Linked DNA regions of Mus musculus: all the other regions are linked to region 2. Evidence: chromatin contacts called from public Hi-C data. All regions are on one chromosome and are shown on one strand. The core of a region is the stretch at or near the end of the contact, and the rest is flanking DNA. Distances in the headings are between cores, read along the strand shown. Region 1 overlaps Maml2 (mastermind like transcriptional coactivator 2). Region 2 overlaps Maml2 (mastermind like transcriptional coactivator 2). Region 3 overlaps Maml2 (mastermind like transcriptional coactivator 2).

Region 1 (2,700 bases), core at 100-2,599, 260 kb before region 2:
ATAGAACGAACGTAGTAGGAGATGCTTGTTTTTTGTCCCTGAGATGTCCTCCGAGGGAGCTGTGTGGTCCCCGTCTCCCCCATCTCTTTTGCTTCTGCAACCACAAGGTGCACAGTCTAGCAGTACCACCCAGTACACTTGCAATATGAATGAAAGTTCCCATTCTGACCAAAATATCTCAAACCCCTTATTTAATAAAAACTGGATCAGCTCAGTTATTTGCTATAGCAATGGAAAGCTGACTAACAGTCTCTGCTCCCTTCCACGTACCTGACTTTAGGAGAGGAAACACAGTACTTAGCAGCTGATGAATATTAGTCATTTTCACTGTGAACGGTAAGCACAGAATAATAAACTGGCTCTCAGTACCCAGACATGTGATGGGCTCAGGAGAGGAAGGTTTCTTCCCTAAACATTTTTAAGAGAAACTATGTGTGTTTCAAGCAGTGCTTTGGATGAGAAATTTACCCCTAGGCTCAGATATTTGAACACTTGCTCTCCAGCTGGTGGTGGTGTCGGAGAAGGCTGTGGAATCTTCAGGAGGCAGGGCTTCTCTGCAGGAAATGGCTCACAGGGGAAAGGCCTCGTAACTCAGCTCCACTTCCTATTCACTTCTGCTTCCTGAGTGTGGATGCATGGTGACCAACCAGCCTCTCACTCCTACCTTGGCACCTCTGCTGCCAGCTGCCCTGTCCTCCCTGCCAGGGTAGACAGTGTCCCCTGGAGCTGAAAATAACCCACATCTCCCTCCCTCCAGTTGTTTTTGTCAGGGTATTTTCTGTAGCAACAAGAAAGTAACTATGGCAGCCTGTTGCCTCGGTTCATTCCACTCTTCCTCAAGCCTGTGCAATGTGATGCTTTCCCCTAAAGTGCATGGTGGCACACACCTCTAATGCCGGCACCTCGGGGGGGGGGGGAAGCCAGCCTTGTTTTACAGAATGAGACCCTACCTCAGAAAAACAAGAAAAACAAATACAACAGAGGAGCTCTGTCACCGTTTTTCTTCTTCTTCTAGAGATTGGTGTGGAAAAGCAAAGTACAATTCGGAGCGAAGGCTGCCCTTGTGGCTTTCAGCAGAAGGCAGTCCTTTAAACCATCGTTCTTGGTGCTCTCTTAACCACATTAGTAACAGCCCTGTATATGCGTGAGCCATTTGATACAAATGATTTTCAAGAAATGCAGTTATTCCTTCACTGGAATAACTCTTAAAGCAGGTCTGAGAATTGGGCGAAGTGGTAGTTACTAGCCTTCTTACCAAGCTGCAGTGGAGCTTGGAGAAGACATGGCCTGTCCAGGGCCAGGACAGGAATCCAGCTTTGGCCAGAACAAGGCCCTGTTTCCTGTTTTGTCCCTCGAGACCTTGAGTGAGAGGGGAAGCAGCCAAACAGCTACCATCTCATTGCTAAACCCTGCACCAACTTGTGGACAATAGTCTCGTTAATTGCTCAAGATCTTTGGATGGGAAGCAAGTTGTATCCTATCTCTGCAAAATCGAAATCTCTGCAGAAACATTTCTCTCTCTCTCTTTGCTCCTCCCCCCTCACATATGGAGATATCGACAGTGACAGGCCAGATAGCATCATGCTGTCTTGTGTGGTTTTTTTCAAGGGAAGCGATGAGAAGCATCTGATAAGGCTGAGAATTTTCAACTGCCTGGCACAGTGAAAGGAACACTTGTCTAGGAGTCAGGACTTGTAGGCTCTGGTTGTGACTCTTCCATCTGTTACCTGCATAACCTGTCTCTTGTTACTTTCAACCCTACAACACATAGTCGTTTAGTAAATCAATGGGACTAACATGATGAAATCATGGTGTGTAAGAGTTTTTAAAACTATACACTTTCATGGAGATGAGAAAGATTGCCACTGGAGTGGGCAGTTTGATGATATACTGTTGAATCACATGAACTTCCAGTCCATTCTCTTAACCTCATTGTGAGGGGGAAGGTTTGGAAGTGTTCGAGACTGCTTTGTATAAAGCTAGGTATGATAGGAATTCTATCACACTGAAGTCTGTAGGAAATCTGCATGTTGTAGTTCAGCCTGGGCTTCAAAGTAAGACCCTGTCTCAAAAAAAAAATCATAGAAAAAATGTGTTTAAGATTTAGTACCATATTCATTATAGTATCATATAATTTCAGCTCGTTTTTGCCTCATTGTAAATATAAAACTTAAAGACTATTGCAATAACTGTTTATATTCACAACCAGAGGAAGGACAGAATTCATACTACAAAACCAACCCATATTTTTTTAGTACTTTCTGTCCTATAAAATGTTCTGTAAAATCATTATCCCCAGGTACTCTCAAATCTCAGAATGTCTATTTATGGATTTATTTTCCATGGCAGAAGATGTAAGCAGTCCTCAGAGAACTGTAGTATGGAGAAATAAAAGTCGACTGTATGACCTTATGTATTTATTTTTACAATTCTTACACTTAACAGTTCTTTTCTTCTCTACCCCAAATTTATAGTGGCCTCAGGAAATGATTTATGAATTCATTGACTCCTTTAGTCAGGTTTGTATAAATTGTATTGTTAGTCTCTTTAAAAAATGGTTCATTTATTTTTAATTATGTGCACATGTGTGTCTGTGTGTGGGTATGTCTGAGTGCAGTGACCTTGGAGACCAAAAGAGGGCACCAGTTACCCTGGAAATGGAGATAAAGAAGGTTGTGAGTCACGTGACGTGAGTGCTAG
Region 2 (2,700 bases), core at 120-2,619:
TGTCCCAGGAAAAAGCTGCAAGCCAGGCCTCAAATATTCACTAAGAAGGTCCTTAATGAAAGGGAGAGACATTATTTAAATGCAGAGGTTAAGGTGAGAGGGCAGGAAGCCTGCAAATGTGAGAGGTCACTTAGAAACCAAGCCTAAGAGACTGTTTACTAGGGCTCTCACCTGCAGAAGAGAATGAAAGAAACCTGCAGAAAAAAAGCAGACCTGGGGACAGCTAAACAGGGCAATGGTGCCCAGATAGATAACACAACAGACAAGAAGGCCCAGGGTTAGGGAATCAGGCACAAAACAAGGTACATTTGATTTCAGCCCCGATTCCTGAGCCTGGAGTGAGCAGAACACAGACTAGTAATCAACTCAAGAGCTCTCCCGGAGCTTGTGCTCTGGACAACAATCTCACTACTCCAGCATTCCTAGGATTCTTCTTCCTCTCACCCCAAGCCTTGACTTCAGGTTCTTCAGGCCTTGGAGCACTTTGGGAATCTGACAAAACCATGGAGCGGACCCACACTGAACATGCTTGTAACACACAGCAGAGGAACATGAAGTCAAGGAGCGAAGTCTCCTGCCTCTTAGCACAGAAAGCTCCTGACAAGAGTGCTTGGGGAACTGCAGTCTTTTCCTCTCCATTCCTGGGCCGAGGGCAGGATTTAGATGAAACAACAGATTTCCTGAGAAGTGTTATGGAAGCTTATAGCAAGATCTAATTCCCAAAAGAAAACCCCAAGGATGGCTTTTATGTTCTGGGCCTCATGCTCACCATCTCCTCACTTTCTGTGGCCATTCCCATCCAAAGAACAACTCTTCCAGAATTTATACCACGGAGACAGTGTCTGCAGGATTTTCATGTGTAAGGATTTTAGAGAGAGTGATCTAGTTGCAAGTAGGGAAAGAAGTCTCCACACCACACTTACAGAACAGAGGCCGCAATATCTGTAAGGGATCTATAAGGTAAAGGCAGTTTATTTCTAAACATAAACTTGTTTTCCAGATGGACTGTAGCCTCCTCACAACATAGTCAGATCTGGAACCATTCCTCCACAAGAATTAACATTCCATCTGGAATGCACACTGGAGATACTCCATGGCTGGTTCCTGAGCATAAAGAGTCTATCCCAGAGACCAGCCATGCCCACGGGGCCAGTGAGGATAATGACTCAGCATCGTTCTCCTTCCCAGTGAGCACACGTTTTATTTCAGAAACCTCCACAGGCCTTCCAGGTGGCTGTAGAAACCTATCCCAGAATGCAAGCCAAAGCATATCTGTCATTCACGAACTACATGTTCCAGCACTTTCTGAGGCTTAGAAAACAGGAGACAGGCAACTCAAAGAGTGATCTATAGCCTTAGGCATTCCTACTGAGCTGCATCTGCAGCTAAGATGACTCTTCATGTCTAATCAGCACTGGATTGCAAATACTTTGTTGTACTTGCTTCAAAACTCAGGCCTGGATCAGACGTGAGCTGGAGTCTGAGGACACCTGCGTGAGTGTCTTCTACACTCAGCAAGGGACATTGGTTAGAGGTAATAGGACTCTAGCAGCTAGCAACAGTTCAAACTCTTACTGTACCACTACTCAGTCCCTATCTGTCAAATGGGAATAATGTCATGGTTTAAGTACAGGGATATGAGTTAATACTTCAAAAACATTTAGAATAGTGCTTGAAAAATTAGACATATAATGTGATTTTAAATAAGCATGCTGTACTGGAAGGCCATGGTGAAGAACAATATTTCTCACTCTATGCATAGTACACGGTAGAAGGGGTTGTGATCTCAAATTTTCATACTTGTAAAAGCTGGGAGTAGTGGTGCCCAACTTTAATCTCAGCACTTGGGAAGCAGAAGTGAATCTCTGTGAGTTTGAGGTCAGTCCTGTCTACATAGTGAGTTCCAGGATAGCCAGGACTACATCATGAGACCTTGACTCACAAGCAAACAACATGTTTGTGAGGCTGCTCAGTCAGTTTAGTCAGCCACAAAGGCCTGAGTTCAGTCCCCAGAATTCACATACAAAAAGCAAGGGCAGGTACTATGTGTTTGGAATCCTGTTACTGGGGAAGTAGAGATAGGCGCATCCCTGGGGCTCTCTGGCCAGCTAGCTTAGCATACTTGCTGAATTCCAGAATTCCAGGTAGTGAAAGGCCATGTTTCAAAACAGCAAACAGACACACAACAAACAAGCAAAGAAGATAGATAACACCCGAGGAACGCAGCAGATACATCCTCTGGCCTCAACACGTGGACACATATGTACCTACATGTATATATATTTATATATATGCAAGCATTCACACACAGACACAAAAGTTTGTGTTTGTATATTTGCCAGTATTGTTCAACATCCACTGAGTGATGCATGTCAGACGTCTGACACCATGGTGGAACTTTAACTTGAAATAAATAAAGCATATTTTTATCTCCATCAAAAACCTCATCGATTATGATTCTTGCCACTTTCTTCTGGTAAAAGAAAACATTCATCAACTTAAAGAAATGTATTCTCCACTTGGATTTGATTGCATACAAAAGTTTCTTCTAAGCAAAGAGCTGCAGATCTTTCCTTTAAGTCCCATCCAAGATATTACTCAGAAAAGACTTAACAGGAAGGAGAAAAGCTTAAAGACCAGTTGTGGGTCCTGTGAATATCCATGGAGAATTTCCTTTGAGCCCTTACTTCAGAGGACTCT
Region 3 (2,700 bases), core at 68-2,567, 360 kb before region 2:
ATCATACCCTCTGTTCACCGTTCTTCTGAGCCCTACAATACTGCAAGTTGGGGGGACAGAGGTCATCAGAGATGAAGAATAATCCCAATGTGTGCTGTGCTCTGGATCTGACAGTTTCTGTGGCATGGAGACAATGTTGACACGGGTTAGGGTTATCACGGTTACTTAGCAAGATAACCTATGTGAAATTTGAAAAGTCAAGTCTTGGGCTGGTGAGATGGCTCAGCAGGTAAGAGCACCCGACTGCTCTTCCGAAGGTCCTGAGTTCAAATCCCAGCAACCACATGATGGCTTACAACCATCCCTAATGAGATCTGACTCCCTCTTCTAGTGTGTCTGAGACAGCTACAGTGACTTACACATAATAAATAAATAAATCTTAAAAAAAAAACAAAAACGAAAGTCAAGTCTTCTAAGAAAGGATGCTATTACCATGTCTGCCTTTTCTTCCACATTCTATTTCATGATAATCCCTTTCTCTCTCTTAATAACTGAGGAAGATATAAACTTGTGAAATGTTCCTTTCTGTGTCTCATCCCACCAGAAGCCTAGGAGATGGATTCTCATGTCCCTGTTCACACTGGATTGTGAATCCATGGATGTTGTACTTTCAATGAAACTGCTAATTAGTGTTTTCAAAGCTATGCAAAAGAAAAGAAATATGATACCAGTGTCTTCACTGTGAGACATGAAAGACCATCACTGTGCCAAGCTGGGATCTGAAAGGGACGAGTACTCACTCCTTAACATTTTTGATAACCAAAATGGTTCTTAGTGATTTTTCTTAGATTATACATACCACTCAGGTAAAATTATAAAAATATTCACTAAATAAAATGACTGCCTTGGGCACAGACAAGGTGCTCGACAACAGTTGCTTAGTTTCTGTCAAATCACTCAGATCTTTGCACATCAGTATCCTGAGGTACAGACGTGGTCTCTGTCTACCTTAGTCCTCCTGTGTGTTACAGTCCCTCAGGTTAACCATGTCTCAAGTTGGGAGTAGTGATGTTCACTTAGAGTATGTGACAGGCAGGTGGCATGCCAGGCCTCACAGTGAGACCCTGTTTCCAAGTCCTACAGGGACATGATCTTCAGCCAGCTTGGTACTCAAGAAGGGGTTTGAAACCAGGGCCCAGCGATTGTGATTATGCAACTTCTGTTTCAGATGCTGTAACAGAAGAAGAAGAGGAAGGGACAGCTGGGGGCAGAGTTATGTCCTAGTAGAGACAATTGGACCACCTCTTAGAAACCCTGGTGACACAGGGTTGTGTCAGCCTCTGGCTTCTTCTGGCTGAGTCCCAACTTCTGTCATGAGTGTTATTCAGAACACTTGGAAGGGAGATACTTAATTTGGACCCAGTTAGAATCACCAGCAGGGGACAGGCTACAGCACTGCAGGTTTCCAATTGTTTCTTAGGCTTGACACTGTTCCCAGAATCAAAGATGATGAAGGCTGCATTTGTTAAGCAGAAGAACAGAGCATGCTTTACAAAGGGTTTAAGGCAGAGCTTTGCTTCCATGTTATTCTTAGTCCTGCCCCTCCTGTGAATTTTCATTTCTTCAGGGAAGAACAATATTTCTTATGAGCTGTTTCTTCTTAAATCAGACTAAGTATAACCACTGAATCTACTTTACTAGATGCATTTATGAACTCAGTGTAATAATTACAGTCAAATAATTCAAGGCCTTAAATGCCCTATTGCTTTAGGTAGTCTGGAGTTGGAGGCAGGGGATTGGTGGTGCTGGATCTATGACAGAATGGCCACTTTAGAAGCCAGGGTTTTATTCTCTATTTGATGACTGACATACTGGCTCCAAAGAGTGGAGCGTCTGACTCCCATAGCCTTGCTGGGGCAGTTGTTCAAACACCTGGAACTCACTAGTGTGTGTGTGCATTCATGTGTGCACATGCATATGTGCATGTGCCTGTGTGCGTGAGCACATATGTACTCATGTGTGCATGTGTTTTGTTTTAAAACTTCCACAAATACATCTTTTAATTGAACTGTTTATTTACAAGCTATTTCATTACCTTACTGGCGCTTCTTTTCATTTAACATGAAAAGGTTTCATGCAAAGCAGAAAAAGTCATAGGAATAAGACTGTAAAACTCTTCACGGGCACCCAGAATCCCTTACATCATTTTTGATACTTGATACCAGGCGAGCAGAGCTTGCACACAGTTTGATCTTAGGGCCAGTTCCTTCTGTTCCTGGTGTTTACCTGGGCTTCAATATTTGCCCTGGGCAATAACAGAGACTACTGTGTACCTAAATGACTTAGTTAAGCAGATTCTAAGAATTGTCTGATCTGGGCGTGGTGGCGCACTCCTTTAATTCCAGCACTCGGGAGGCAGAGGCAGGCGAATTTCTGAGTTCGAGGCCAGCCTGGTCTATAAAGTGAGTTCCATGACAGCCTGAGCTATACAGAGAAACCCTGTCTCAAACAACCAAAAAAAAAAAAATCTGCCTTTTTGAATTGCTTGAACCATCTTCAATAGCTTTAGGAGACTCTCACCATGAGTGAGAGTGTTTTTACATCAAGGCGTTCTGTTCATGATTCTTGGGTGCACGCCGAATTGGGAACAGTGTGGGGGTTTCCCCACTAGGTTCTTTCACAATAGGTAAGAAAGAACAAATCTGTCACCGACCAGGTGGCTGAAGCCCTGTTGTAGAACACATCCACTAGGGAAGCACA

Evidence for each region. Hi-C and Micro-C count contacts between places; a contact is called where the count stands out from the background.
Region 1: a Hi-C map of bone marrow-derived macrophages shows a contact between it and region 2, with 19 read pairs. The contact joins two enhancer-like sites. A contact is called at or near these places in 6 of 484 Hi-C or Micro-C datasets (CD4 T cells, the HPC-7 cell line, bone marrow-derived macrophages and 2 more), 13 of 115 datasets of contacts at active chromatin or transcription factors (bone marrow-derived macrophages, craniofacial prominence, differentiating embryonic stem cells and 9 more) and 3 of 9 other capture datasets (adipose tissue, bone marrow-derived macrophages and liver).
Region 3: a contact with region 2 is called in a Hi-C map of bone marrow-derived macrophages, with 23 read pairs. The contact joins two enhancer-like sites. A contact is called at or near these places in 1 of 39 promoter capture datasets (embryonic stem cells), 2 of 484 Hi-C or Micro-C datasets (bone marrow-derived macrophages and pancreatic cancer cells), 16 of 115 datasets of contacts at active chromatin or transcription factors (the 230-238 cell line, bone marrow-derived macrophages, craniofacial prominence and 12 more) and 4 of 9 other capture datasets (adipose tissue, liver, macrophages and 1 more).

What each region holds. Positions count from the first base shown.
Region 1 is chr9:13,573,025-13,575,724 of GRCm38.p6, reverse strand. All of the region lies in intron 1 of Maml2 (mastermind like transcriptional coactivator 2), which reads right to left. Among named protein-coding and RNA genes, the nearest start is that of Gm51666, 36 kb to the left of the region's middle. Within about 2 kb of position 1,349, at least 48 of the 459 cell types and tissues checked have an H3K27ac peak or open chromatin away from gene starts, as enhancers often do. A contact at or near this core is called in adipose tissue and bone marrow-derived macrophages, where this site is marked.
Region 2 is chr9:13,313,365-13,316,064 of GRCm38.p6, reverse strand. The region is part of intron 1 of Maml2 (mastermind like transcriptional coactivator 2); the gene reads right to left. Among named protein-coding and RNA genes, the nearest start is that of Maml2, 17 kb to the right of the region's middle. Within about 2 kb of position 1,369, at least 60 of the 459 cell types and tissues checked have an H3K27ac peak or open chromatin away from gene starts, as enhancers often do. A contact at or near this core is called in adipose tissue and bone marrow-derived macrophages, where this site is marked.
Region 3 is chr9:13,669,923-13,672,622 of GRCm38.p6, reverse strand. All of the region lies in intron 2 of Maml2 (mastermind like transcriptional coactivator 2), which reads right to left. Among named protein-coding and RNA genes, the nearest start is that of Gm51666, 61 kb to the right of the region's middle. Within about 2 kb of position 1,317, at least 22 of the 459 cell types and tissues checked have an H3K27ac peak or open chromatin away from gene starts, as enhancers often do. A contact at or near this core is called in adipose tissue and bone marrow-derived macrophages, where this site is marked.